Linked DNA regions of Mus musculus: all the other regions are linked to region 1. Evidence: chromatin contacts called from public Hi-C data. All regions are on one chromosome and are shown on one strand. Each heading gives the region's core, a stretch centred on a gene start, on an enhancer-like site or on the middle of the called end of the contact. The rest is flanking DNA. Distances are from core to core; before and after follow the strand shown.

Region 1 (3,710 bases), core at 846-3,345:
AGAAATATTCTAGACTCAGGTGTCCTTTCTTTAATTCTGCAGGGCTAAGGAACATATACAAAAGCATTGGTGAGTATTTCATTTCCAAGCAAGTTTCTCGTTCTAGGTTCTATAAATCATTCATTTCCAGAGCCCACCACCAAGATATTTCCTTTCCTCAATAATGAGGTGTTGCAAGGGAGCTCAAAGGAACCCACAAATGTTGCATATGACTAGCTGCATAGTAATATTATGATGAAAAAAATAAAAGTTAATGGCAGCTGGGTCACAGATGTTTTATGTTTACCGTATTTATTAGTTACTTTCTTATTGCTGTGTTGAAATATCCTGAAAAATGAACCTTAAAGGAGAATGAGTACAGTTTCAGACCATAGTTCACAATAGCAAGGAAGGCATGACAGCAGACATAGGAAGCTGGCTGGTTACAGTCAAGTAGCAGAGAGTGAACAGAAAGTGGGGCCAGGTTTTAAAACATCAAGGCCTATCCTCTTAGCCTGCCTCCTATGACCCACTTCCTGTAGCAAAGATCTTCCTCCTAAAGGTTCCATGATCTTTTGAAATAATGTCTCCAGCTAAGGAATACCAGAATTCAAACACATGAGCCTATGAGGGAGATTTTACATCAAACCACAACAGTGTGCAAACTCTAGTCCTATACTCAGAGAGCTGGTAACTGCTCATTTTGAACATATTTTAATAGATTCATCTTAAAAACGATTCCAGCAAAGAAATTGTTTAAATTGCCTTCCCATTGCGAACTATGCTCACTTGAGAAGATGTTAGCAATTCAAAATTGATATTCTAAAAATACTAATAATGTGCATATTCTTTTCCATCTGGGAAAAATTGGATTTATTGTGTATTTTTATCTACTTATCATAGATAATGTGGTTAACAAGAACCATCTAAATACTATTGTGTTTTAAAAATAAAACAATCAAGCTGGAAGCTAAATTTATCAATTGAAACCATGCTGAGTGTGTTGTCCCAGAGCCTGTGGAATGCTTTCCTTCCTTTAAATCAAATGATCATTTTCTATTTTCCAGCATTACTCATCAGCTTATATTTCAGGCTTTCAGCAAATGAGGTTGTGGCAAACTTTTTCCCCCAATATCTTTGAAGGCCAGAATACACTGTGTGAGCATGAATATATAGATTATCAATCCATCACTGTTCTGACAGCTCCTCACCTAGACAGTTGATCAATAGCACAAGGTCTTGCTCAGATACCTTGTCACAAATCTTGTTAAATTACTTCTAAATGTAACCCCACAGAAATAAATAAAATGAGACTATAAACATGGGAGTGGATAATCTATGGGTTAGATTTATATGAAAATACATTAAACGCTGTTTCCTTTCAGTGTTGGGGAAGAGCTTAAAATTAGGTAAAAGTTCTTGGGGCTAGAGATCAGTGGGTAAGAGCACTTTCTAGGCAAGCTTGAAGACATGAGTTCAAATCCAAACATTCACAAAAAATCTAGGCTGAATTTCACATAACCCTATGACTCCAGCCAATTGCCTCCAAGGTACCAACATTTCCTTGAATTTTTGAGTATACAAAGTAACTATTTACCACAACATACATCTGCAAAGGAGACTTATTAGTTCTTTAATTCTTTCTGTAACCAAATACCTGACACGAAGCAATTTATGGGCAGAAGGGTTTATTTTGATTGCAGTGGGAGAATGATTTCATCATGTCTGGAAAGGCATAGTGGCAGCAGTATCAGACAGCCAGTCACATTGACTACACAGTCAGAAAGAGGAGAATAGGCAGAAGTAGGGCTGGACAACAAAGCCTCAAGTCTTGCCACTAGTGACCAACTTCATCCAAAAAGTGTCCACCTCCTAGTGACCAACTTCTTCCAAAAAGTATCCACCTCCTGAAGGTTCTACAACCTTCCAAAAGAGGGTCCTCAGCTGGAGACAGCATGTTCAAACAAATGAGCCTCTAAGGAACATTTCAAATTCAAAACACAACAGGAGATTTATACCTACACGCTCATTTTCCAGGAAGGAAATAATAGGGCTTGTGGCTGCTTCAGTGATCTTGGTGACAACACAATCAAGACTGCCCCGGTTGCTATGGAGACCAAAAGCCCTTGGATCAAGTTCACAGTGCAGTGCTTTGGAAACAGCTCTGCCAGCAGCTGTTGGCATTGGGGACCTTGCTATAAAGAAGTCACAGAAAGGGAGGGGACAGTAATTGTTTTCCATTGAAAGTAAGGCGTACAAAGAGCATGCAGTGGGAGAATGACTGACCTAGATGCTATCAGAGGATTTAATGAACCCACCCTGGCTAGCAATGTTTTTAAAACCACCCTAACTGCTCAGCAAATGAATCCTGGTATGAATCTCCTCAGAAAGCTTTCTAAGGGGAGTGCACATGTGCTGCATAACCCAGAGCCAGCTAAAACAACAGCTGGGAGAAGAGCAAATAAATAGGTCAGGTATTTTAGGAGATAAACGTGCACTCCCCAAGGTCTCTTGTGCAACTTTTATGAAAAGCAGGTGAAAACATTTTTCTAGTTGTTTTAAACTTTTTTAATAGGGGTGATGATATCTGAAATTCCAATGCAGGCTGATAATAATCTCCCGTGGCCAATTACTTTCTATTGAACAGGAATTTGTATGTTTCAGAGATTTTTCTTAATTATTAGCAGAAAACATGGAAAGATGTGAAACCTTAAATACAACTTTCAATGTATTACAATAAGGACAAGATGAGTAGTGGGGTTGTTTTGCATCTGTATATATATACATGTTTGTATGCATGTGTGAGTATGAATGCACATATATACATGTGATTTTGAAGGTCGAAGTTTAACAATGAGTAACTTTCTCAATCACTCTCCACAATATATATTAAGGCAGGGTGTGGGGCAGGGTGTCTAATTTGAACTATGAGCTGCCAAATTCTGCTAGTCTAGCTAGCCAGATCACTCTGAGGATCCTTTGTTACCACCCCTCAAGCACTAAGATTGTAGGAGGTCACCAAGCATGCCTGGCATGTCCATGGGTTCTTGGTTTCTGAATGCTGATCTTCATGCCTGTGCAGCAAATAATTTACCCAGTGAAACATTGCCCAGCCCCCAAATGGCTTTTATTTAATTTATGAGTAGTAAATGTTGTAAAGGAATCATGACATGATTTATTAAATTTTTCTTATGTAATCTAGTATTTAGCATGGAAAAAAACAGGAATTGAAATCTGTGTGTACCAGAAGGCTTTTCTGACTGGATAATATATGAACTAATAGAAAGATGTGTTGTCATAGGCTGGGCTTAAAAAAAAATCCTCAATGGAAAACACAAAAGCCAAAACGATTTCTTTCCAAGGATGAGATCATAAGTGAGTGAATATTGGTTGGTCAACAGCCACAGTACTGAATCATTCTTGGAAATGAGATGTTTTAAAGCACATTTGCTAGTGGGTGGAGTAGGCAATAGAACAATCATTGAAATTCATCCTGCCTTGAGTTAGAAAGGGAAGCAGGAAAGTCTTGGCAGCAAGGCACTGAAATCCCATTGCTAGGGAACTAGTTCAATATTTTCCCTTCAAGTTAATATTTAACTATATGTTTTCTTCTTTCAACACTTTATCCATATTGCTGAGCACCTGTGAATTCGTCATGCTGAAGTAGATAGTATAAAAAAGAGAAACAATAAGCAGTAAATCAGTTCCCTTATCTCCGAGAGCCAAAAATA
Region 2 (3,710 bases), core at 636-3,135, 380 kb after region 1:
GTTAAAGAGTGGGGATCAGAGGTTAAGAGCACTGGCTGTTCTTCCAGAGGTCCTGAGTTCAATTCCCAGCAACCACATGGCTCATGAAATCTGATTCGCTCGTCTAGTTTGCATGAAAAACAGAACGCTCATACACATAAAATAAATAAATATCTTTAAATAAAAGAATGTTAAGAGCTACATGATAGGAAAAGAGGGGGATACTGTGAAATACTGCCTTCTGAACGGCATGGTCACATAGTAGCTATAATTACCTGCATGAGATTTACACAAAAAAAGACATGAAAGGAGGGGATTAGCTGAGAAGAAGGAGCTCAGCAGGAATGGGAGGGAGATAAGAGAGGGTACCTGGGGTGTGAAATGATCAGAATACATTACATATGTATAGGAAATGTCAAAGAAGTGCATTAAAAAATTAAAAGATCAGGGATGCAGATAAGAGTCTAGGCACAAGGCACAAGAGATAAAAGGACTGGCAGCCTAATGACCTCCCTGTGGAGGGCTGCAGCAGAGTTTCTAGGGACTGTAGATCAGCCACAATCAATACCCATGGTGACATAGTGTGCTCCGAGGGACACATACAACTGTTACTTTCTTCAGGCTGGGGCTGATTCCCACAACTGTGCCATAACACCAGTTCACCAGGTTGTACAGTTTGTTTTGTTTTGTTGTTGTTTTGTTTTGTTTGGTTTTGGTTTTGGTTTTTTTGTTTTTGTTTTTCGAGACAGGGTTTCTCTGTGTATCTCTGGCTATCCTGGAACTCACTTAGTAGACCAGGCTGGCCTCGAACTCAGAAATCCGCCTGCCTCTGCCTCCAGAGTGCTGGGATTAAAGGCGTGTGCCACCATGCCCGGCTGGTTGTACAGTTTTTTAAACAGCCTTTGGCAGCTTTGGATGCCAACCAAGGAAGGCAGATGGCATAGCTTGGTGAATCTCAGGCCTTTGAGAAGAGCAATACTTAACACTTCAGTTTGTTTCCATTGGGACATCTCTGCTGGCCTGGTCAACTTGTATATGTTCTCTACAGTATGCACTGGACACAGAAAATACTATCTACTGGATAGACGTGTGGCAGTACAGTCATGTTGAATGAAAAAATGAATGCACTGAGGTTTCAGCTGAGAGGGACAATGCACATTGAATAGTACTGATTGTTAACTTGGCAGATTGAGGATCACCTAGGAGATGACCCTCTGGGCACACCTGTGAGGATAATCTAGCTTGGCTGAAGTCCTGACCTGGATAAAAAGGAGAAAGTGAGCTGAACATCAATCAGCATTCATCTGTCTCTGCTTCCTGACCACCAGCCTAAAGCTCTGCTTCTTGACCACCACCAGGACTACGCCTTCAAATTGTGAGCCAGATTAAACCCTTTGTCCTTTAAACTGCTTTTGTTGTGCTATTTTATCACAGTGGGAGTAAAGCAAATGAGACAAACAGGAGCTGATTCCCTACCACCACGACCATGTGCCATGTGAACTGCAAGGCATGTCCCAGCATGGTGGTAGAGATCCGTGCAGCTTGCTGGTAAACAGCTGGCAGCCCTTTGCTTTGAGACTTGGGGTGGTGTCTAGGTCATTAGGATGCACATTTCTCTGCACTGCTCTTTCATTTGAATAATCATTTGTCACAATAAGAAAAAAAATTGAGAGGGAAGGTTGAGAATGCATTGTGGTTCCAAACACAATTTTAAATCCCAACAAAATAGAGGCTAATATTTCAATAAGAAGGTTTTGTTTTCTTTGGTAACGAGTATTAGAAAGTTAAATTAAATGTGACCTAAGGAGAGAAAAATGAAAGTAACACATTGGCTCACATAGTCAAACCTCTCCTGAGTGGCCGTCAGGCTGCATTGGATCTAAGTACTCGTTTCTCTTTTAACTACTTGGCACAGTGAGTGTCCCTGCCTTAGAGCCATCTTTGGTTTTCAGAAGATGAATTTTATTGTGAGAGAATTTGCCTGTGCTTGCTTAGCAACCCCCAAAACAAAAACAAAACTCTGTAAGTCAAGAATTCGACTGAAAGTTCAGATCTTTGGAGGATGAAGGGCCCTGGATCCTTCCTTTAACAAGTTACTGTGGCAGAGGCTTATTATAAGCTCTCTGGCCTTGTCTGAGACACCCCAGAGCTCCAGATCAGAGTGATAGCCTAGTACAACACCAAAGAAACTCATCTTTTAGTCAAGAGGGGTAACAACATCTGTAAAAACCAGCATTTGGGAGGCTCAGGCAAGAGGACTGTCATTCATTCAAGGCCAGCTGGAAGTCATAGCCATCTGTAACTCCAATTCCAGAGAATCTGATGCCCTCTTTGGGTAACTGATCCTCTGGAGCTAAAGTTACAAGTGGTTGTGATCTGCCCAACATGGAGTCTGGGAACCAAAGTTTAGTCTTTATTAAGAATATCAAGCACTCTTAATTCCTGGACAAAATCATCACATGGGCCCAGATTTTATCATTTCTAGCAGCTTCCAGTAATAGGTTAGTGTTGGCACAATTCAATGAATATACAATGTGCCTTTATGCTTCAAAGTGCCTCTGAGATGTTGCTCTTAAAATGAATGGAAGGGGAAAGTTCACTAACACTGTGGAAGGCTCCAGAACTCAAAAGATCAACTTTGCTTTCTTTCATCTGATCAAGCCTAGTGCCCCAGGTGATTCTAAGTAACAAACCCAAAAATGTTTCTTTTCTAGTCCATGCTCAACTCACCCTTGAGATGTCTATTCAGATAAGATTGATATGTGCACACTTTCAGAAGTACTCTAGAATTATCTACCATCCTACAGCACTACCACTGGAATCAAACAAAGCAAAAACCACAGAGATGCCAACCAATTTTTTTTTTTTTTTTTTTTTTTGGTTTTTCAAGACAGGGTTTCTCTGTATAGCCCTGGATGTCCTGGAACTCACTTTGTAGACCAGGCTGGCCTCGAACTCAGAAATCCGCCTGCCTCTGCCTCTGCCCCTCTGCCCCTCTGCCCCTGCCCCTCTGCCCCTACCTCTGCCCCTGCACCCCTGCCCCTGCGCCCCTGCGCCCCTGTTCCTCTGCCCCTGTCCCTGCCCCTGCCTCTTCGAGTGCTGGGATTAAAGGCGTGTACCAACCAATTTTAGCCTCTGGCCATGCCTTGTTGGAACAACTCCCCTCCCCCCAAAATCCAAATATTCCTAGCCTTGACACCTTTTAGTATGTTTCTGAGCATAAAAGCAACCAAGGAGGAAAAACAGAAAAAAAAATATCAATAGCCATTTTACCACAAAAGGTACTGCTTTTGATAAACAACCTTTAAGGTCTCTGCCACATTCAGTCAAGGAAGATTCTTTCTATCTTCAAAGCCTACACAATGATCGTGTTGCTCTCCTCATTCTACAATATACCAAGGGCTCCCTCTTTGGTGCCCTGAATATTCTCAGCTCAGGGAACACAGATATTAGCAAGATGCTTCTCCAGCCAGAAAGGCATTACACAGGAATAAATTGTCAGCTGTCCCTCAGGCTACTGGGAAGCTGAAACAGACAGGTAATCTCTTTAAAACACAATCTCATGACCTAGACAAGAGAATTAATACTGCACCTATCCTACAAACCCCTCAAGCCTAGCTGTTCATAGGGCCCTGCTCTGTTAAATGAAGGTCACCTAAATCTTTCCACCCTGCTTTTTCCTTGAGGTCAGCACCCCCTGGAAGTCTGTCTATGCCCAGGGACTGAGAGGC
Region 3 (3,710 bases), core at 613-3,112, 360 kb after region 1:
GAGTTGGTTATCTCCTTATACTATGTGGGTCCTGGGAACTTAACTCAAATTATTAGGCTTGGTGGCATACACCCTTACCTGCCAAGCGATCTCGACAGTCTGATTCATTGTATTTTTAATAAATGTGTTCATATCACATTAAGAGTGATTCCTATAAACAATGCTCAAATAATAGTTGAAATAAAATTTTCCACCTCATTTTTATTTTCCAGTCTGCGGCCTCAAGTAGTGCTTCTTATAAAACACAATGTGCTTCTGCAGATGACTGGTGATTTTCCCCTAATATGTTCTAATCCTAACTATTTTCCGAGAGCCAGATTTGACAATTGCTCCCACAGCTATAAAAAGCATGTGTATTCTGAGAAATAAAAGATTAGGAAACGAGAGGAAAAAGATACAAAGGGAATTTTGAAAAAGCTGGTGCAGTCTGTCTGGTTGCAGCTCGAGCCAAGAATATGATGTCCTGAGAAGATAATTCTCTCCAGCAGTTTCAGAAAAGGAAGGCAGAGCAAATGGGGCCTGTGTATGAATCCATCAAAGAGAGGAAAGCAAGCTTAGAAACTGCCCTATCTCATTTGTGTGTTTTATTTTAGAAACATTAAAGACAAATGATTATTAGATCCTGTTAAAGAGCCAGTCCAACTTTTTTTTTATCTCTTTGTGGTTTATTGCTGCAGTAGGATTTTCTTGGGGATGTGTTTGTTTCTTTGGTTTGGGGTGGAGGATATTTGGAGAATTGTTTTCCTTTTTGTTTGTTTGTTTTATTTGTTCTTCAAAAAAAATCCTCAAGATAGACCACATATCCATCGTTCCATTGGCAAATTTGACAGTTCAGTAGTGTCAGTGTTAATAAAGAAGAAAAGCCAAGCCAAAAAAATCAACAGAAATGGGAAATCTGCAAAAAAAATATTTTCTCCTGGGTGGTTTAAATCTCAATGGTTACCCCAAATATTAAAATTGGGTATATAAAATAACTATGAACTTGGAGGGAGGAAGGGGAAGAAAGGGAAAGCAAGGGAGGGTAATAGGTGGTGTCTGTGTCTGTCTGTCTGTCTGTGTGTGTCTGTGTGTGTGTCTGTGTGTGGTAGAAAAATACCACAATGAAGCTCATTATCAGGAGCTGGTAAGATGGCTCAGTGGGCATTCGGGAGGCAGAGGCAGGCGGATTTCTGAGTTCAAGGCTAGCCTGGTCTATAGAGTGAGTTCCAGGACAGCCAGGGCTATACAGAGAAACCCTGTCTCAAAAAAAAACAAACAAACAAACAAACAAAAACAAAACAAAACAACAAAAAAAAAGATGGTTCAGTGGTAAAGTCTCTTCCATGTAAGCATAGAGAACCTACGTCAGATCCTCAATACTCATATAAAAGCCAAGTGCAGCAATATCACCTCAGCCTGGGGTTGGGGGAGATTTGGATATGGGTGGATCCACAGAGCTCACTGGAGGAGCCTAGCTGAATCTCATTCATTAGCCTGCGTCTAAAAATAGATGGAAAGCAATCAAGGAAAATACCCAGTCGCCTATTTACCTCCACACATGTGGGCACACACAGACATGCACATATATACCACAGGGAAAGAAAGAGACAGACAGAGAAAGAGAGACATTCACAAAATAAGCCCATTCCTTTGTTTTTCTAAGCAATAAATCAATAAGTGAACAACAAAATTTGGCAGCTGGTCCTATTTACAGAGATTTGGGGTTCCCAAATTCTGGCCTTGTTTTCTGTGGATCAGTATCATCTGAGAGCCATTTTCTGCAGCCTATGCCTGTGTTCTGCTTACTATACAAGGAACACACAGTTCTTGTTCCAAGGGGGTACTTAATGAGCCATGAGGCAAGTGCCTTACGTCACAGAGCTGCCCTGAGACTCTGAAGCGGCTTCCCACGAGGATGTGGTAGGAGCCTCTGCCAACACCCACGAGGCAGCATGATGTTCTTCTCCCGCATTTACTGATTCCTCCTTCAGAGGCTGCCCTGCGTGGGAGGGAGGTTTTATGGAATCTGACACACAGGAGAGTGTTAACTGGCTTGAACATTCTGAGCTTCCCAGCTCTTCCTGCATGTGAATGCGCTCATGATTGAACAATAGCACAGGCCGATGTGTTCTACAGCTAATGAACTGTATACTTGGACTACCACTTTTTGTATTAAGGTCCCTGAGTGTATGTAACTTCTATCCAAGCATGGGGAACATATATATAACTCAAAGCTTAAGAATGACTCAGGGGCTGCTGGATGACTGAGTATCTGAGCTTGATCCCCTGGCCTTTGCATGGTTGAAGGACAGAAGTATCTCATGAAAGTTGTTTTCTGTCTTACACACACACATCCACACATACAAAACAATATATATATATAGTGTGTGTGACTGATAATCTTTAAATTTGCAAACACAGAACATAGATCTTTCAAGCATTAATTCAACATTTCTTCTCAGAGCCAACCTCCCACCTTTCATAAAGTCCCTTTTTCTCATTATGCTCTGATAAAAGGAATAGTCACAGTCCATTGACCTCCCCAAATTTTTCTGTACTATGTAAAATAGCCAACAACTTTATGAACTACAATAGATCACTTACTTTTCAAAATTTAAAAAAAAAATTGCAAGTAGAGGATATTAGTTTGTTCATTTTTTTCTACAAAACAAAGCTAAGTTAGCTGAGTTGGGAAGGCTTATTGAGGATAAATTTTAAGTGTTTCATCAAACATTTGCATTGGAGAAAGATTACACTGAAGTATTTTCTGCATACATGCAATGGACTGCATTTTAACAGCTGAATTATAAACAAGAGTACTCTGATATAGTAAACCTTATATTGCTAAGAAGCATATTATGGTGGTTGAGGAAGTAGTTCATTGTGTAAATGGGCTTACTGTACAAGAATAAGGAAAAAATCTCCAGCATCACATAAAAAGCTAGGGATGGCCATACATGTGCTTGTAAACCAGCAGTGTAGGAGGAAGAGACAGAAGAATCTTTGGAGTTGGCTGGCTACTGGCATAGCTCCAGGCTCAAGGAAAGACCTTGTCTCAGACAACTAAGGCAGAAAGTAATAGAGCAGGACACTATATTCTCCTATGGACTCTTGGACATACACATGCACACATATACTCTCACACATGCATATATACTCAGTACACTCACACATAAAAAGTAATTAATTAAGCAAATATTTTTCTTGATAAAGAGTCCTACAAACCAGATTGGCACTCTTGGTATGTTTATCATCTTGTTCTACCTACATGGAGTTGAGATTTTTGGCATGTTAGCCAATATCTCATTTAGACAAGTATACTACACAATCAACTACAAGGGCTCCCAGAGAAATGGAATGACTCAGCTCAGAAAGTTCTAGGACCAGATCCAATAATCAGAAGGCCTCCAAAGAACATAGCCTGCCATGCACAATGAACTTTGAAACAAAAATTTATGAAGTTTGCACATTGTAACTGGGTCTTTCTCAAGCTTGGAAAATGGCCTTCTGAGTTCTAGATAATTATTCAAAATATAAGATCTGTATTTAGCAGAACTTCCTTCAACAAAACGTTAGTCCATCTACAGCACCAAGTTCTTGATCCAAAGTTCAGTGCTCAACTCCACAAGGAAATGCACTGTAAATATAAGGAATTGAATCTGAGTCAAAGGTTTCTTGTGTTTATCGACTGTATTATTATTTAGGCTGGAAAGATGGCTCAGCAGTTAAGA

Evidence for each region. Hi-C and Micro-C count contacts between places; a contact is called where the count stands out from the background.
Region 2: a Hi-C map of uterus shows a contact between it and region 1, with 4 times the contacts expected there. The contact joins two enhancer-like sites. A contact is called at or near these places in 5 of 484 Hi-C or Micro-C datasets (cortical neurons and uterus) and 2 of 115 datasets of contacts at active chromatin or transcription factors (astrocytes and fibro-adipogenic progenitors).
Region 3: a Hi-C map of uterus shows a contact between it and region 1, with 7 times the contacts expected there. The contact joins two enhancer-like sites.

The regions. Positions count from the first base shown.
Region 1 is chrX:77,048,821-77,052,530 of GRCm38.p6, forward strand. No RefSeq gene overlaps it. Among named protein-coding and RNA genes, the nearest start is that of Gm52433, 27 kb to the right of the region's middle. Within about 2 kb of position 2,096, at least 33 of the 459 cell types and tissues checked have an H3K27ac peak or open chromatin away from gene starts, as enhancers often do. A contact at or near this core is called in uterus, where this site is marked.
Region 2 is chrX:77,426,131-77,429,840 of GRCm38.p6, forward strand. No RefSeq gene overlaps it. Among named protein-coding and RNA genes, the nearest start is that of Tbl1x, 83 kb to the right of the region's middle. Within about 2 kb of position 1,886, at least 12 of the 459 cell types and tissues checked have an H3K27ac peak or open chromatin away from gene starts, as enhancers often do. A contact at or near this core is called in uterus, where this site is marked.
Region 3 is chrX:77,407,684-77,411,393 of GRCm38.p6, forward strand. No RefSeq gene overlaps it. Among named protein-coding and RNA genes, the nearest start is that of Tbl1x, 100 kb to the right of the region's middle. Within about 2 kb of position 1,863, at least 38 of the 459 cell types and tissues checked have an H3K27ac peak or open chromatin away from gene starts, as enhancers often do. A contact at or near this core is called in uterus, where this site is marked.